Linked DNA regions of Mus musculus: region 1 is linked to region 2. A link is a contact called in public Hi-C data. All regions are on one chromosome and are shown on one strand. Each heading gives the region's core, a stretch centred on a gene start, on an enhancer-like site or on the middle of the called end of the contact. The rest is flanking DNA. Distances are from core to core; before and after follow the strand shown.

Region 1 (3,064 bases), core at 137-2,636, 76 kb before region 2:
TGTGGCCCACTGCTCAGGGCAGACCTGTGCTTTGTAAGATACTAAATCAAGGCAGGCAGTTCTGGCTGGACATTGCATCTCTGGGTCTTGCTTGCAACCAATTCAACCCGTGTCTAAGAAGTTCGTTCCTCTGCAAGTAAAACTCTGGACCTGTCTGCAGAATCGCATATGACACTTAGTGACACGGAGGAATCTATCAAGTTTGCTTGTCATTGCCTGGCTGCAAGGGTGGGATGAAAACTTGTCCTTTCTCTTCTAATGGTCTCTCACAAGGCCACTGGTTTGTCTTCTGTATACCTAACATCTTATATAGGGGGCTACTCTAAACAATATAGGCATCTTGAGTCCTCAGAACAGGACAGATGGGAGGAAGGATGGAGCGATAGGCACCTTTGTGGACTGAGAACAGTGGGGTTGAGTCTGGAGTGCCAAGCAGTACTTCGAAGGCTATGGACCAAAAAGTTAAAGGTGTTGGTCAGGCATGTTGGCAACATTTCCTCCTCAAAAATTGTCCTTAGAAGACGCAGACATTTGGCATAACAAAGGATAAGATCTTGCTTCCATTTTCACTTCTTTGCTCCTTCATCCTGAGATATTTCAGTAAACAAAGGAATGGTGTGGGAAATAGATGCTGGGCCAGCATTCCCAGAGAGCTGAAACTTAGAGTGGATTCCTCTTTCTAATGAACGCACCAGTTAGATCGGAGGGAGAACAAGGGGAGTTCAGAACCAAGAGGAAACCCACAGGGCTTTACAGAAGTATGCACTAAATTTTAAGCAAACAAAACCATTATGCAGGTAAAAGTCCGAACACTGTTTTTCTCATCCCTGGGCTTCTACATGCTGTATCCCAGTCTGGGGTGGCGCTGGATGTGTGAAGGGTGAGCTTCCATGAAGCAGAGATAGGTCTCTGTGTGACCCTGGGACCAAACCTGTCATCCAAATCTTGGAGTCCTCTGTTTTCTGACTGCCTCAACTCTTGCCCTTAAAAGGCCACTTGTACTTTGTAGGAGGGTCCAAGAATACCCACTTGGCCACAGGAGATTTTTATGCAGGGCCTTTGATGGTTCAAGACTTCTAGGAATTGGGAGGAAGGGCAGCTTTTGGGCTACTATGCTCACACCATGGTTGTCAGCCAAGCTGTTCCAGCTGGTCTGTGTACCCATACCCTACATTTGAAACACAAGACAAGCTCCCCGTGGTGCAGGGGACATGGACTGGCCTCGGATTCTGAGCAGTTGGCATTTAAATAACATCAACACATTAATTCTGGTTTTAATCATCTGAATGACTTCCAGAATGAAAGACTGACTTTGAAGCAAGCACAGATGTTTCCTGTGGAGCTGCTCCAATGTCTGCAGTTGTGCACATGTCTATCCACTGCAGCTAGGGGAGGGGCTGGTGCCTGTCACATGCTGGTGAGCCTTCAGGCCCACCAGGTCCTCACCAGGGCTGCCTTGGTGAGACTGTGTCTGCCTAACAAACTCAGGCAGGAAAATGTTCTGTAGCCATGAAGCAGCCAGACTGAGAACCTAGCATATTCTAGGAAGCTCTGGAAACCATTCATTTCTGAGCTGGTGTATAGAAAGAGGCTGGGTCTCTCCTGTGTTTGCAGAAGGTGGGTTTGCTCTGTACAAGCAAAGGCAAGCGTTCCTTGATGTGCAGAGGGTAGGCCACCCACCCTGTGTTCACAGAAGTTGAGTCTTCCCCTGTATGTGCAGAGGGTGGGCCTGCCGTGTGTGTTGAAAGAGGATCTGGTTCGTTTGTCTGCCTGTGCCTTGTAGAAGGCAGCCCTGTTGTGTCTGCAGCCCCACCGTGGTGCAGTTTCTTACTACACAGTTTTCTGCAGTGCCCATGACACTTCATGCCCCACTGCATTTTACAAGTGGCACCTCAGAGATCTTGGCACTATATGCATTTGATATTACAGAATATAATCTTGACCTGCCCCTTTAGTATAAATAACATTTTTTTCTACTTTCAAGAGCACTGAAAACCCTCTTGCAAGGGGTAACTGCTGGCCCAATGTGTCATGATATATAGAAACAGGGGCTAAATGATGATGGTGGTGATTCTAGATTCTTCTCCACCCCTGCATTTTTGATGAGCTCTGGCACAGCTGATACCCACTTGGGGCATTCAAACACAGATGGAATTAAATTGATTGTGCCGATAATGTAGGCGCAAATGATACTTCTCCTAAAATTCCCTTGGAGGAGAAATATGTCACAATGACAAGCTTTCAAAACACAAAAGTATTTTAAACTACCTGGTGAGTGCCATTTCCGAAAGCTTGTTATTTACTATTTAGTAGAATGTGTTCCTGATGCAAACTCATCCATCTTCCCCAGGACCAGAAAATTGACTTACTGCTGTGTGTCCTCTTCACGTATGGTGCTTGGCAGCCCTGCCACTTCCTACCTTCTGAGGAGTGGGTCTTTTTACCGTTTGGACCTGCTTTGAGAGTGCTATCTATTTTAGGGAGTTGAGACTTGACTTCAAATTCAAATGGAATCACTTGAGGGAACTCAGCAAAAAGATGTCATCTAGTTTAGAAATCAAAATGGAAGTAACCATGAAACATTATAGGGAAGTTGTCATTGGCATAAATGGCAGCTTACCCCATCCTGAGAAGCCAGGTTTTGTCAGGCAGGAATAGCAGTCCCCACTGAATAGATGAACTTTGTCCTTTAGTTACCATTAGCACTGTGGCTTTGATATAGTTTTGATATTTCCATCACACTGGTATAGATTTCTTCCACTAGGTTGACTAAATGACAGGTCATGTTGCCTCTAACATTTTGGGGTGCAGTTAGTGGCTTTGGATGTACAAAGCTGACTGTCTCCTGCCATAAAAGTGTCAGATCAAGTAGAGTGTTTTGGTGGTGAATCTTGATGATCAACTTTGCAGGATTTAGAATTACCTAGGAGACGCACCTTTGCATGTATCCACAAGGGCATGTCCGGAAATGTTTAACTGTAGGGGTAAGATCCACCCTGAACATGGACAGCAGCATCCCACTGGCTGAGATCCCAGATCTGATTAGAATGGAGGAAGCCAAGGG
Region 2 (3,410 bases), core at 35-2,534:
TTATGATGCTGGAAAATGGGGTCATTTGGATTCCTATGATGAGAAAATAGGAGGATAAGTCATGTAGTGCTTACAGGACTCATGGGTATGTGGCAGAAAGTCAACCTGGGGGAATCTGCACAAAACATCAAGTCCCAGAATACAGACTGACATTTATAAGGAATGTCAAAAAATATGAACTATGCATGGATGTTCAGGCAAATCACAACCCTCCATACAATGTGGAGTGACCCTACGCTGACAGGACAATCCTTGAAGGGAAATCCTTGGTGAGAGCTGCTGTGGCCCCACAGGATCAGCTGCTGGGCTCTTGGGTGTAGATTCACTGCTCAGGAGGTCCAGCTTCCCTCATGAGGACTACAGCACAGAGCCCTGAACCAGCAGGCATCCAAGCTATGCAGAACACAAAAGGGCATGGCCAGGAGGGAGGTGGGGGGGGGCTGGGAGGACCCCAGAGCCTTCTCTGCAGCATAGCATTGGAAGGATGATTTCACTGAGAGGGAGTGGGATGAGAGCGGAGGATGGGGGCCATGAAATGACCCAAGTGCATTACATACTTATATGAAATGGTCAAAGAAGTAAAAAGTGGGAAGGAATGGGAAGATTAACTGGTGAATTTTAGCTTTATGCTATGCTTTCAAGGTCCTGTTGTTTTCCTAAAGTATCCATCACATTGTGTTAGGGAATTGGAGAACAATGGGGGGTAGTTACCCAGAGTAACAGCAATAGGCAATATCGTCTAAGGAGAAAAGAGATTGGAAAGCCATACAGCAGAGCAGGGTTTTTTGTTGAAGCTGCCAAATGGGTTCCCCTTGCTTTTCATTTGATGTTGTTTTGTGCCTCTGTGTTTTAAAAATATTGTGTAGCAACAAGATAAACCTTTAAACATAAGCATCATCGTAGCATCCCCTGAAGCTTCCCCCTGAAGGGAGTCTCCCATTTTGCCTGCCCATTCTGTCTCCACCTCTTTCAGAAGTCCCTTGGCAGAAACACAGGCCCCCCTGAGCACAGCCTCTTTCTGCGGGGAGGTTATAACCGGGCCGCTGGAATGAGTTGCTCCCACCCTCTGGACTATATGTTTCTCTGGAGGTTGTAAAGGGAAGGGGTCTGGGACCAAATATGAAGTGTGTTACACCTGCCTGTGCCCCTCCTTAGTGAGTGGCACTTGTTCAGTGACAGAATCTTTATAACTGCTGTCCTGACAGCCTCCCTCAGAGCTTGGTGTACTAGAAAAGCAAAGAGGCACTGAAGGACTTGAATTCTCCCCAGCTTCCCCACACCTCTCAGCACATGAAACACCTAGCACTATGGCAAAAGTTCCTCAGCCTGCATTACTCAGGCTTTTGCCTCTGCCCCCACTCCTCCACCTCTGCTGAACCTCAAAGCCAACCCTCCCTGTCATAGCCCATCCTGTGTCCTGTGCTCACACTCACCAACTATAAACATGGAGCATAAACTCCCAGGAAAGAGAGTGAGGATATCCCGTTCTTAGTGAGACAACGTGGCCTCCTAGCCTCAGTGAGACTGACTGTGTGGCTTCCTTCTTCCGTGGGATCATGTGACTGGCTTCCTCTTTCCAATAGGACCAGATGGTTCTTCGGACATTAGTGCATGCCTCCTGGCTTCCTCTTTGCATACACAAGACTCTTACTGTCCAGTTCAGCCTCCCCAGTGACATCTTGACATCTTTTGGCAGATTTGGTCACTTCTTTTTGAGTGTTCAGTAGCTACACAAAGCCTCCACAAAGTTACAGAAACAGGGCCCACTAGACAGCACATATCTTCTTTCTGGACCTATCAGGGCCAGGGTGCCTCTGTGGTGGCAGCCATGAGACATCCCTGAGGAGCCTCCATCTCTGAGGAGCCATGGCCTCGGGCAGGGTGGGGAGATGTGCCCAGCTGGAGTCACCGAATCATGCCCCACAAAGGGACCTGGTTCGGGTCTGCCTTCCCACAGATCTAGCTCTGTGCCTAGAGTTGGATTTATCAGATTTGCCCTTAGAAGGTTGCTGTGCCCTTGGAAAGAGAAGAAAGACTCTCCCTAAGAGGTGCCCTGCCACAGACAAAGTGCTTTCTGCGCAGTCAGGTACATTCTCTGTCTGCATACTTGACAGCGTGAGAGAAGTTGGTGATTATATCCTGGGGGACCTTGGAAGAGAAATCACTCACTGCCTTAGAGCAGTTGTCACCCTATGAGGTCAGGGTTTGGATGGCTCTGTGATTGTGGCTTTGCAGATGAAGATAAATGAGCACAAAAGAAATTGTTCTTGACCATCAGTGTCAGGGACAGGCTCCCCGAGGCTTCTGTTTCCTCACACCTAATCTCTCTCCTGCCTCTTGTGGTGTCTCTTGGCTACAACGGTGTTGTGATATCTCTGCAGAGTAGAAGGAGAAAGCCCATGAATTGCAAGGGAAGAAAGGAGCAGAGCAGACATTGAAAATAACAATATAAGCTTTTATCTGTTGAAAAATATAAATGTTTAAGTTACTACGATTGTGTGTGTGCATGATGTGTGTACATGTGTGTGAGTATATGACTACAGGCACATGTGTACTACAGTGTGCACGTGGAGGTTAGAGGACATGTGGATTGTTTCTCTCCTCCCACCTTCATGCTGGCTGAGGGGATTGAATTCAGGTCATCATGCTTGCCTAGCAAGCACCTTTACCTGATGAAACATGTCGTTGCCTAGAGATAGATAGATAGATAGATAGATAGATAGATAGATAGATAGATAGATAGATAGATAGATTGATTGATAGATGGGTGGGTAGGTGGGTGGGTGGGTGGGTAGATAGATAGATAGATAGATAGATAGATAGATAGATAGATAGATAGATAGATGATGGGTGGGTGGGTGGGTGGGTGGGTGGGTGGGTGGATGGATGGATGGATGGATAGATAGATAGATAGGCAGACAGACAGACAGACAGACAGACAGACAGACAGACAGATATCAATCTTGACCTGTCATAGTTTTCAGATAGATAGATGTATAGGCACTGGTGGGAAATCAGAGTTTAAGGGGAAACAGCAGTCACCTTGCCCCATGCTCACCTGGTATATGCAAATGTGTTCATAGCTAGGTACCTTTTCTGTTTAGGGCCTGACCTAACATATCCCAAGGTCCATCTCTCTGCACTTGCATTTTTGCTAAGTTCTGAGCTATGAGAAAGACATGGGGGTGGGGGCTGCATGCTTCCATTCCTTGTCCCCTCTTCCATCCCCCACCTTTGTTCTGGGTCCATCTTTTCTGGGCTGCCCAAAAGGCCCAGTTGGTCATTCACTGTATGAGCTCTAGGCTTGAAGACAAAGACCTGGACAGGATGATTCTAAATGACTCAAAGAACACAAAGGTATCTAAATTCTCACACTGAGGGCAGTGACCCCAGAGGCTCTCTGGTGTGAC

Evidence for each region. Hi-C and Micro-C count contacts between places; a contact is called where the count stands out from the background.
Region 1: a contact with region 2 is called in a Hi-C map of granulocyte-monocyte progenitors, with 2.1 times the contacts expected there. The contact joins two enhancer-like sites. A contact is called at or near these places in 4 of 484 Hi-C or Micro-C datasets (ECoMG-derived neutrophils, granulocytes, granulocyte-monocyte progenitors and 1 more) and 2 of 115 datasets of contacts at active chromatin or transcription factors (astrocytes and neural progenitor cells).

The regions. Positions count from the first base shown.
Region 1 is chr7:138,245,108-138,248,171 of GRCm38.p6, reverse strand. All of the region lies in intron 8 of Tcerg1l (transcription elongation regulator 1-like), which reads left to right. Among named protein-coding and RNA genes, the nearest start is that of Gm51503, 22 kb to the right of the region's middle. Within about 2 kb of position 1,386, at least 15 of the 459 cell types and tissues checked have an H3K27ac peak or open chromatin away from gene starts, as enhancers often do. A contact at or near this core is called in granulocyte-monocyte progenitors, where this site is marked.
Region 2 is chr7:138,168,750-138,172,159 of GRCm38.p6, reverse strand. No RefSeq gene overlaps it. Among named protein-coding and RNA genes, the nearest start is that of Gm30395, 47 kb to the right of the region's middle. Within about 2 kb of position 1,284, at least 12 of the 459 cell types and tissues checked have an H3K27ac peak or open chromatin away from gene starts, as enhancers often do. A contact at or near this core is called in granulocyte-monocyte progenitors, where this site is marked.